Regions from separate parts of the Sus scrofa genome. Here region 2 is linked to region 1. The links are chromatin contacts, called in public HiChIP or PLAC-seq maps. All regions are on one chromosome and are shown on one strand. Each heading gives the region's core, a stretch centred on a gene start, on an enhancer-like site or on the middle of the called end of the contact. The rest is flanking DNA. Distances are from core to core; before and after follow the strand shown. Region 1 overlaps MEGF10 (multiple epidermal growth factor-like domains protein 10). Region 2 overlaps MEGF10 (multiple epidermal growth factor-like domains protein 10).

Evidence for each region. HiChIP or PLAC-seq counts read pairs in DNA pulled down with a chosen protein or histone mark.
Region 2: a contact with region 1 is called in an H3K27ac HiChIP or PLAC-seq map of skeletal muscle. The contact joins two enhancer-like sites. A contact is called at or near these places in 4 of 47 Hi-C or Micro-C datasets (embryonic fibroblasts, epiblast stem cells, fetal skeletal muscle and 1 more) and 1 of 2 datasets of contacts at active chromatin or transcription factors (skeletal muscle).

The regions. Positions count from the first base shown.
Region 1 is chr2:130,241,717-130,246,504 of Sscrofa11.1, reverse strand. All of the region lies in intron 1 of MEGF10 (multiple epidermal growth factor-like domains protein 10), which reads right to left. Among named protein-coding and RNA genes, the nearest start is that of MEGF10, 18 kb to the right of the region's middle. Within about 2 kb of position 2,059, at least 6 of the 83 cell types and tissues checked have an H3K27ac peak or open chromatin away from gene starts, as enhancers often do. A contact at or near this core is called in fetal skeletal muscle and skeletal muscle, where this site is marked.
Region 2 is chr2:130,354,823-130,360,135 of Sscrofa11.1, reverse strand. It overlaps MEGF10 (multiple epidermal growth factor-like domains protein 10), which reads right to left. Exons shown (of 27, transcript XM_021084704.1): 11 at 2,106-2,280; 12 at 694-814. Among named protein-coding and RNA genes, the nearest start is that of PRRC1, 86 kb to the left of the region's middle. Within about 2 kb of position 2,690, at least 4 of the 83 cell types and tissues checked have an H3K27ac peak or open chromatin away from gene starts, as enhancers often do. A contact at or near this core is called in fetal skeletal muscle and skeletal muscle, where this site is marked.

The sequences.
Region 1 (4,788 bases), core at 810-3,309:
TGATCTCTTGAGAAGAGAGATGGTAGAGCACGGCGAGAGTGAAATCAACCAATTCTGAAATTATATAAAGTCCATTGCCGAATAAGAAAAAAGAGCTATTTCAAAGCAAAATTCCTTCAAAAGATAAAATTACACAAGTAATGGGTTTTGTGGTATTACAGACAAAGGAGCTATATGTTAAAATATCTCAAAGCAATTTGGCAATGATTTTTTGGCGATGATACCAAAAGCACAAACAACAAAAGAAAAACCAGAGACATCAGACTTCGTAAAAATTAAAAACTTGGATGCATCAAAGGTCACTGTCAACAGAGTGAAAAGGCTACCCACGCAATGGGAGAAAATATTTGTGAATCATATATCTGATAAGGGACCCATATCCAGAACATTAAAAAAACAAAAAATCCTACAACTCAGCAACAATAAAATAAACAACCTGGTTAAATATGGGCAAAAAACTTAAAGATATACTATTGGTCAATATGCACAGGAAAACACATTCAACATCACTAATCAAAAAAGCAAATCAAAACCCACAATGAGATAAGATATCCCTGCACGGGAGTTCTCGTTGTGGCTCATCAATAATGAACCCGACTAGTATCCATGAGGACGCAGATTCAATCCTTGGCCTCCCTCAGTGGGCTGAGGATCCGGTGTGGCCTTGAGCTGTGGTGTAGGTCGCAGATGTGGTTCAGATCCTGCGTGACTGTGGCTGTGGTATAGGCCTGCAGGTGCAGCTCTGATTGGACCCCTAGACTGGGAACCTCCATATGCCTCGAGTGCGGCCCTAAAAAAACAAACAAAAACCAAAAAAAAAAAAAAAAAAAAAAAAAGAGAGAGCGAGAGATCTAGAAGTAAGCTAAGTTCTAAGGAGTAAGTAGCAAATGTCTGCCCAAGAGGTAGGGACTTTTTGTTTGCTTTTTTTTTTTTTTTTTTTTTTTTCCTTGTCTTTTTTAGGGCTGTTCCCAGGGCATATGGAGGTTCCCAGACTAGGGGTCTAATCGGAGCTGTAGCCGCTGGCCTGTACCACAGCCACAGCAACACTGGATCCAAGCGGCATCTGCAACCTACACCACAGCTCACGGCAATACCAGATCCTTAACCCACTGAGCAAGGCCAGGGATCGAACCCACAACCTCATGGTTCCTAGTCAGATTCGTTAACCACTGAGCCATGATGGGAACTCCTTGTTTGCTTCTTTTTATCACCTGTCTGCATAAGCAAAACACACATTCACTCATTCTTCCATGGATCTTGAGACCCATAAGCTGGTTGCTAGAACTCAAGGGTAGAAGGAGAGAAACTTCAGCAAACAATAACAACAGGGCATTCTGTGTCAGCCCAGTACCCCTGCAGCCTCTTCTGCAGGATCTGAGCGGAGGGGGACCAGAATGTCACCTCTGTGCCCACCCAGAGAGCTCTAAAACAGATCACAATTCCTCCAGAACCCACAAACCGAAGCCAAAATAGACCATTTAGCTCTCTCTCGACTTTAAGCAACCGGAAACCAAAGGGCATCCAACACGGTGAAGCCGCCATGCCTTTCAGAGTCCCAGCTCTGCCCCACGTCCACCCGAATTCAAAACTCCAATTGGCTGGTTTAACGTAGAATATGAACAGACTTAGGGAAGTGGGCCTGTGTGTGCTTTTGCTCTGTGAAGTGCTACGGAATGCGAGCTTTGGGAGTAACTTGCCTACCTCGATTTCAATTCTAAATTTCTCAACTTGGATTTTTCTGGCTCAAAACAAAGTAGCTTTGCTTTGGGGTTCTGTTCTCCCCGCCCCCCTCTCCTCTAAGGACTTAAGAAGTAAGATGACACAAAACAATGCCTTTTTGAGGGTAGAATGCAGAGCTCAATCCCTTCTGGCAGGTACTCCTACAGACCAGTTGTTATTTATAATACCTATAAGGGAGAAAAGAGATTAAAAGATCAAGCCCCGCTGCACTTCCCTACAAAGCCGGCCACAGCTGTACCAGGGCTTTGGAGCAACTGGTCCGCGAGGAGACAGCGAGCCTTCTGTTGTCCTGTGGGGTCTGCTCAGGTCACTGCATGTGGCGTGGATTAGAGGGTCCTGGTTCTCTGTTACCCAGAGGGCCAGGACTGGGCTTTCCAGGCCACTCTCCCGAACTGGGGCTTTGTGCCATCACCTGGCACTCTTTCCAGGGTCTCTTGGGGGAACAGCAGGCGCTATCAGGCTTCAAATGCTAACAATTTCTTTTTAAAATTTGCGTATAAATTTTTTAAAAAGAGAGAGAGCAATTCATTTTCACCCTTTTTCCTGAAGATCTGTCCTAATGAAGTGAAAGAAAACATATCCATCATGAACGGAAGAAGGGAGTTGAGACTTGGTCTGGAGTTGGCTCCAAATGGGGACTGAGCTACAGTTGCGCTTTAAGTTCCATGTGTCGGAGCCAGGCTGCAACATAACCAGGAGCCACCGCAGAGGAAGAGCCCCAAGGAAAGCAGCTGTCTCCAAACTCAGCCTCGGCTTTTCCAGGGCAGAGAAGGCAGAGGAGGAGCCAATTCTTCAAGTCACACTGTTGTGCTCCCTCCATTTGGTATCGAGATCTGTTGCCACCGTGCAGCTCTGGTTCCGCTGGGGGTGCTGCCAGTGAGGAGCCTTCAGCTCTCCTGGTCTCACCTGCCCACTCAGCCACACCCTACACTCCAGACACCCCCAGAGGCTTCCCTATCAAGTTCATGGGGTTGGGAGTTCCTGCTGTGGCAGAGTGGGTTAAGAACACGACTGCAGTGGCTCCTATCCCTGTGGATGGGCAAGTTTGATCTGCATTCCTACCCAGTGGGTTAAAGGATTCAGCATTTGCCACAGCCCTGTGTAGTTGCAGCTGCCGTTTGGATTCAATCCCTGGCCCAGAAACTCCATACGCTGTGGGTGCAGCCATTAAAAAAAAAGACAAAGGTTATACACACACACACACACACACACACACACAAAGGTTCAAGAGGTTGCAAACAGCTTTTTTTCTTTTCTTTTTAGGGCCTCACCTATAGCATATAGAAGTTTCCAGACCAGGGGTCAAAACGGAGCTGCAGCCACAGGCCTACACCACAGCCATGTGTCTGTGACCTATGCCACTTGCAGTAACGCTTGATCCTTGACCCACCAAGGGAGGCTAGGGTTTGAACCGGAATCCTCATGGACTCTGTGTCAGGTTCTTAACCTGCTGAGCCACAAGAAGAACTTCACAAAGAGCCTTTTTGACCTTTTCATCTCAAATCAGAAATCAGGCACAGAAGAGATTTATGATACCTACAATAAAACGGTGGCAAATTGAGATCTCAAGTCGAGAGCTTTTGGCTCCAGATGCACTGCTCACCCCATCAGCCTGGACTTCCTCGTCGAGCTCTAGGGGGACACTATGCCCCTTCACTCTAGAAGCATTTATTTGTTTCACACAAGGCCACTGACCTTGAGATTTAGGGACAATGACCTAGAGATTGACATCACTGTTAATGCTTTTCATTGGCACCAAGACAAGAAAACACACACACACACACAAATCGCTTCGAAGTGTTACAATTCTAAAAGTGGGCAGCTACACTCATGAGAAATGGTGGAATTTCAAACTTGGGTGATTTCACCACCTCCCACAACTCAGCATAAAGTACATCTAAGGTAAAACTTGAGCCAAGCCAATGAAGCGAGACTCCCCCAAAGTTAATCTCTCCTTAAGTAATTTTGCTTCATCTGGACTTCTTTCCTCTAACCATGGGGTCCCTGCTGAGCCTTCAACAATGATTCCGAGGCCTGACACTGACCGCCTGCAGGCGTCTTCACTTTCCCTCGCTGCTCAGCTGCCAACAACCCCTGGGCCACAAAGAAAGGGTGGGACGGTCCCTGCCCAGGGCTTTTTCTTTGTGGGCACAGTGGCCAGAGGCAGGCAGAGGTCATCTCCTCACGTCTCAGGGAGCACACCAGGCAAGACACTGCACTGTGGTCCCCAGTACACATTGAAGAGCTTTGCTCTGCCTGGGGTCTTACTTGTGATACATCCAAGTCCTAGACAGAGACTGGGAAGCTGCTTTTGTTTTCAAGAACTGGGTTCTTAGAACGTGGTGACAAAACTTGCCTGGCTTCCAAAGCCCTGTAGTTACTGACTGACACTTTGTTCCGAAATCCTGCCTGTCGGGCCGTGGTTGCCATCCTCCTCAGCAGTGGAGCCTGACACACTCACCATCAAAGCAAACAGACAGGGCATGCTGGCCACCATGCAAACGGGTCTCCCTTCTGTGCCAGCAAATGAATCCACAGGCCACTGGGGCCCTAATGACATGGCCTCGTTTTCACAAAGGGAACAACCCGGCCAAGAAATGAAAGATGCTTTTCTGAACGCTCCAACTAGATGAGCGTTTCCTTAGAGCAAGCTAATAAGAAATCCTTCATCCATGGAGAGAGTTAACATCTCTGTCTGCCGCAGCTGAACTCTGTACATTCAGAAAGAGCAGCGTTTTGTCCTTCCAGGAGAGGGCCACATATAAGCGTACACTTAAAATTCTAAAAGCAAATATAGGGGACCACTTTCAGAAGCTCTCTGGATTTCATCACAACACAATACCCTCAATCAAAGAAAATCATGCTGGAAGGTGACACCTGGACCTAGAGGGCTAGCTTATAGGATGACAAGCTGGAGCATAAACGTTAAACCCCACAGCAGTGATGGGCTGTGGGGAGGTCCTCCGAACAGTCCCCAGGGGCTGCACAAACAAAACTACAAAGCATCATTTACATCCTGCCTTGAAAAAAAAAACTGGCTAGGGTTTG
Region 2 (5,313 bases), core at 1,441-3,940, 110 kb before region 1:
AGTTGAATAGGGGAAGGTAAGTTTGTGATTGAAAGAACAACCACATCTTTATTTTTCTTTCATTTATTTTTTTGTCCTTTTAGGGCCATAACCACAGCATATGGAGGTTCCCAGGCTAGGGGTTGAATCGGAGCCATAGCAGCTGGCCTATGCCACAGCAAGACCAGATCCAAGCTCACAGCAACACCGGATCCTTAATCCACTGAGCAAGGCGAGGGATCAAACCTGCGTCCTCATGGTTGCTAGTCAGGTTCGTTACCACTGAGCCATGATGGGAACTCCAGTACAAACCTCTTTTTAAAGCAGGACCCTATTAACTGGAAGAATGAATATCCAGAATCCTGGCTGCTGCAGCAGCTATGGATAAACACACTCTGGGTCCCACAGGCAATTGGTGCTTGGCTGCCTTTCTTGTCAGGACTCCAGGCCAATCAACTGAGGGGCACGGATGGAGATCTGCTGGCTCACTCTTCCTCGGAGCACAGAGACTCACAGCGACTTGAGAGATTATCTCATATAAGCCTCTCCCCTTGAATCACAAAAGCAGGAGAGCCCCCCTTGGGGAAGGGGCTTTCTGAGTTCAGGCAGCATATTTGAGCACAGCTGGAGCTAGAATCCTAGGCAAGGTTTCTCTCCTGTGCCTTTGGGAGCGAACAGGACCAGGATCAGATAAAGACTCATTCCCCTACTCACCTGCCTTGCAAGTACAAGACCCATCCACAGGAGAGCACATGGCATCATTTTTACAGCCGCAGAGAGAAGAACAGTTTACCCCATAGGTTCCCAGAGAGCATGGAGTAGAGCAGTCGATTCCCTAGACAGGCACAAATGGGAAAATGCATGCGCGCTTACCACTTGAAATCAGGCCAACACAAATAAACAAAAATATATCTTGGCCATGCTAATTACACTCCCTCTCTAATTTTAACACATTGTATTTTCAAGAGCTGTTATAATGTCAACACTATACTAATTTTACAGATTCAAGGGCAAGTCTAGCAGGCCTATATTTAGGAGAGAGTATTGAATGAGATCCCAAAGAGCCTGCCTTCATCAGTTTTCCTTCAAGGCAACCATAAAACCTTCTGTCCTTACTCAGACCACTAGATATTGAACAATAAACCATAGCTGTAAAGTTACTGTCGATAAATAAATAAACATAAATGTGAACTATACATTAAACCCTAGCCTTCTTTGTATAATATGCAGTATGATTAGTGGGTGAGGCAAAGGAACAGAACACACTCAGCCAGCAGCATGATTCGATTTATTATCTGACAGGGAGCGTTAAACCTAGAAGTTGGTTACCAAAGGTGACTGGAGGTTACCTCCTTTAAAAACAGCAGGGACTCTTAAGACAAGGCTAATTCAAGGGCTCAGCTGAAGACCTGTGATACGGGTTAGAAAACCCTGTAAAGATCTCAGCTCTGAGACTTTATGGCCCACTTGTTCTATAGTATGTGCTCTGGAAGAACCATCAACGTTCCTGACAGTTTAATGTTCTCTTTAAAATGGGAGAAAATAAATCAACAACAACACATTTTCCCTTAAAACAAAAATTCCTAATCTGCACCTAAAAAATTTGGGGAGCTAGGCAAAAATTCTGCTCTCCCAGCTTACAGACACATTTGTAAGGTAGAGATTCTCAAAGGGACTGAAAAATTTACATACTACTAATCACTGGATGTAAATACATAATAAATGATAACTTTATATAGCATGTGCCTTCAAATTGCATGGAATTAAAACAGAAACTGTTGACAATAATCCATAACCTACTTGGAAAAGTAATTTTTTGTTGCCTATAAAACAGGATAAAATAATTGTATCAGGAATAATTAAAACACATCCTACTTCATGACCTACATTAATTAGATTTTTAAATATTAACACCACTTTATAGTTTCAGCAGCTTGCCTGGTCACCATTCTAAGGTAATTACTTATATCGCTTATCATTACTTTTCTCTTTATTTTCTTTCCTCTTAGTGATGTGATTGACTTTTAGCACGGTCATTGTACTTCAGAAAAGGTCACATAAACCATGGCATCGATGTGCTCCAAGTTATACCTCCATCTTCTCCTTCCAGAGCCCAAGTCACTCACTTTGAATCCTGGGGCACAGGTGCACTTTCCTGTCACACTGTCACAGTCAGCCCCATTTTGGCAGCTGCAGATCTGTTGGCAGGCTTCCCCGTAGAATCCAGGAGAACATGTCTCATTACAGTAGAGGCCCGACCAGCCTGGCTTGCAGGCACACTCTCCAGACATAGGGTGACAGCTGAGAGACATGGATGAAAGACGCAAGTCACTCTCGGGTAAACATGACACCCAAGGCCTGTGCAAATGGTGCTTTAGCCATGATCACTAAATGTGTGGGTAATTCCATGCACAATCATTTAAACTTCATTCCCAGACTTGGTATGATTGACTTAATTGGCTGAAACTGGATTGGCACCATAGATACGTTGTATGAAATCAGCATCATGCTCTAACAGGATGACTCTCACAACTGTGTCCTTTTGGCCAAGACTCATTTTAATTTTTGTAAAGCGAAAGCATTCATTTGGTAAGAGATCAATTCGATGAGAATATCTAAAGAACGCCATCCAGTCAACAACAGCGAGTCACTTAACCAGGATGACGCCCAAGGGGCTCTAGAAGCAGTGTCCTTTTCAGCCTGTTTCTTCTCTCAGTGCCCCATACCTGGTGGTGGAACAGCTGTCTCTACCTGAAACAGCAGCCACATTGATGGGCTAGGCAGCCAGCTGTCGCTCCATAGCAAATGGACACATCAGCTGCGCTAAGAGGCACGTGTTTGCGTGGCTCACACAACAGAGTGCTCTGTATCACTCAAAACACATGTGCTTCTTGCCAAAGGAAAATCTGAACAATCAAACTCGCTCTGCTCACAACTGCAAGACTGCTGAAGATGATCTTCCTCCCCTGATGGAGATAAAACCCTCCCCAACTCGGGCCAACAACAAAACCCACTGTCTCATCTAGACATTTGCTAAGTGACCTCGCACCAGGACTATCTGTAGATTGTCTGCAGAGAGCTGTGATGTGGAAGGAATGGAGACTGGGGCCATAAATCCCAGTTCTCTCAATACTTGGTTAACATTAGTGAAAGCACATAACCTCCCTGTGCTTAACGTCCTAATCCATCAAGTGACAACAGCCACACCCCATAATCTCATGTCCTACCTATCTTTTTCTTAAAACATTTGTGGGTTGGATCATTGGTTACTCATTTTTAGAAAATTATTTAAATATACTTTTGGGCCTGTGCTGTAACTAAGAGCCCAGAAGCAAAGCCCTGAGCATCTGTTACAAGCATTACTCAGGAAATACAGCATGAAGAAATACCTAAGCACAACATATTTAGGATGGTTTCTTGCATATAGAAGGTTTGGATTCCTAAGACAAAGGTTTGAATTCTCAGATCTTCTTCTATCTACTTGGATCTACTTATTTGCTCTTTATCCTTGGGCAAAATACCTGGCATCTCCATGGCACCTCAAACTTAACACATCAAAAATGGAGCCTAGGTATAACCACTGTGGAGAACAGTATGGGGTTCCTGAACGAACTAAAAACAGAATAACCAAATCATCCAATAAGCCCATTCCTGGGCATATATCCAAAGAAAACCACAATTTGAAAAGATACATGCACCCCAATGTCCACTGAGGCATTATTTACAATAGCCAAGACAGAGAAGCCACCTAAATATCCAATGACAGAAGAATGGATAAAGAAGATGTGGTACATATACACAATAAATATTACTCAGCCATAAAATGGAATGAAATAATGTCACTTGCAGCAACATGGATGGACCTAGAGATTATTATACTAAGTGAAGTAAGTCAGAGAAAGACAAACATCATATGATAGTGTTTATGTGGGGAATATAAAAAAACCAACAAAAACGATACAAATGAGCTTATACACAAAACAGAAATAGACCCACAGACACAGAAAACAAACTTAAGTTACCAAAGGAGAAAGGAGGAGAGGAGGGACAAATTAGAAGGCTGGGATTAAGATATATACACAACTATACATAAAATAAATAACCAACAAGGACCTACTGTATAGCACAGGGAACTATACTCAATATTTTGTAATAAACTTTATAGGAAAAGAATCTGAAAAAAAATAGATATATATGCATATATACTGAGTCACTTTGCTGTACACCTGAAACTAATACAACATTGTAAACGAACCACCACCAAAAATCCTTCAGAAAACCAGAGCCCCTGTTCTTCCCCACTTCATTCCCCACTCAGTGTTTTCTCTCAATTACTTCCCATGGAAGCAATGGCACCACCAGCCACTCAGCTAAAACCTCACAGTTAGTTGTTCATGATAACTCCTTCTCTCTCATCTCCCAGGGTGACTTTATCACTAGGACCTAACCCCGAGTCTATCCACATCTCTTCATCTCAATGTCACCATCCATGCCAAGGCAAGATCATCTGTCTCCGAAACTCCAGAAAAGCCTTCCAACTTTCCTTCCACTCAGGCCTTGTCACCTAAAAGCTAGATCATTTCCTTAATACTCTTCAAAAGCTCTCTTTGAAGCCTACATTCGGAATAAAATCTATATTGCTTAATACAGCTTAAATGAATACAATTCATTGCCTAAGCCAGGACGTTTTTAAGAGTGAAGAGGGAATTACTAATAATTACATGAGGAAAATGGCCTAAACCAAAGAGTTCCTGTGACTGTGATGTCCCTAAGTACAGCCTACAGGGCTGCATCATTTAAAACCTTTTCTTTCATAGTTATTCTTTCTCCTTTATTACCCCTCCCCACTTTTTAGGGCTTCATTCGTGTCTAGAAGGGGAGACTGGATTGGAACAGTGTCGTCGTTTTTTTTTTTTTTCTCTTTCTTTCTTTTTAGGGCCACACCTGTGGCACATGGAGGTTCCCATGCTAGGGGTCAAATCGGAGCTATAGCTGCAAGCCTACGCCACAGACAGAGCAACACAGGATCCAAGCTGCATCTCATGGCAATACTAGATCCTTCACCCACTGAGCGAGGCCAGGATTGAACCCACAACCTCATGGATACTAGTTGGATTCGTTTCCGCTGCATCACGACAGGAACTCCATCATCATTATTCTCTCTTTATTACCACACTCAACTGCAATAGGTTTCCTTTAGTTTGTAAGAACATGAGCTTTTTCAACTTCAGGGCCTTTCATGGGCAGTCCCATATGCCAGGAAGGCCCTTTCCCCACTCCTGGCCTAGCTCTTTCTGCCTTATCCCTCTGGGCTCAGCTCGGGTATCCATTCCT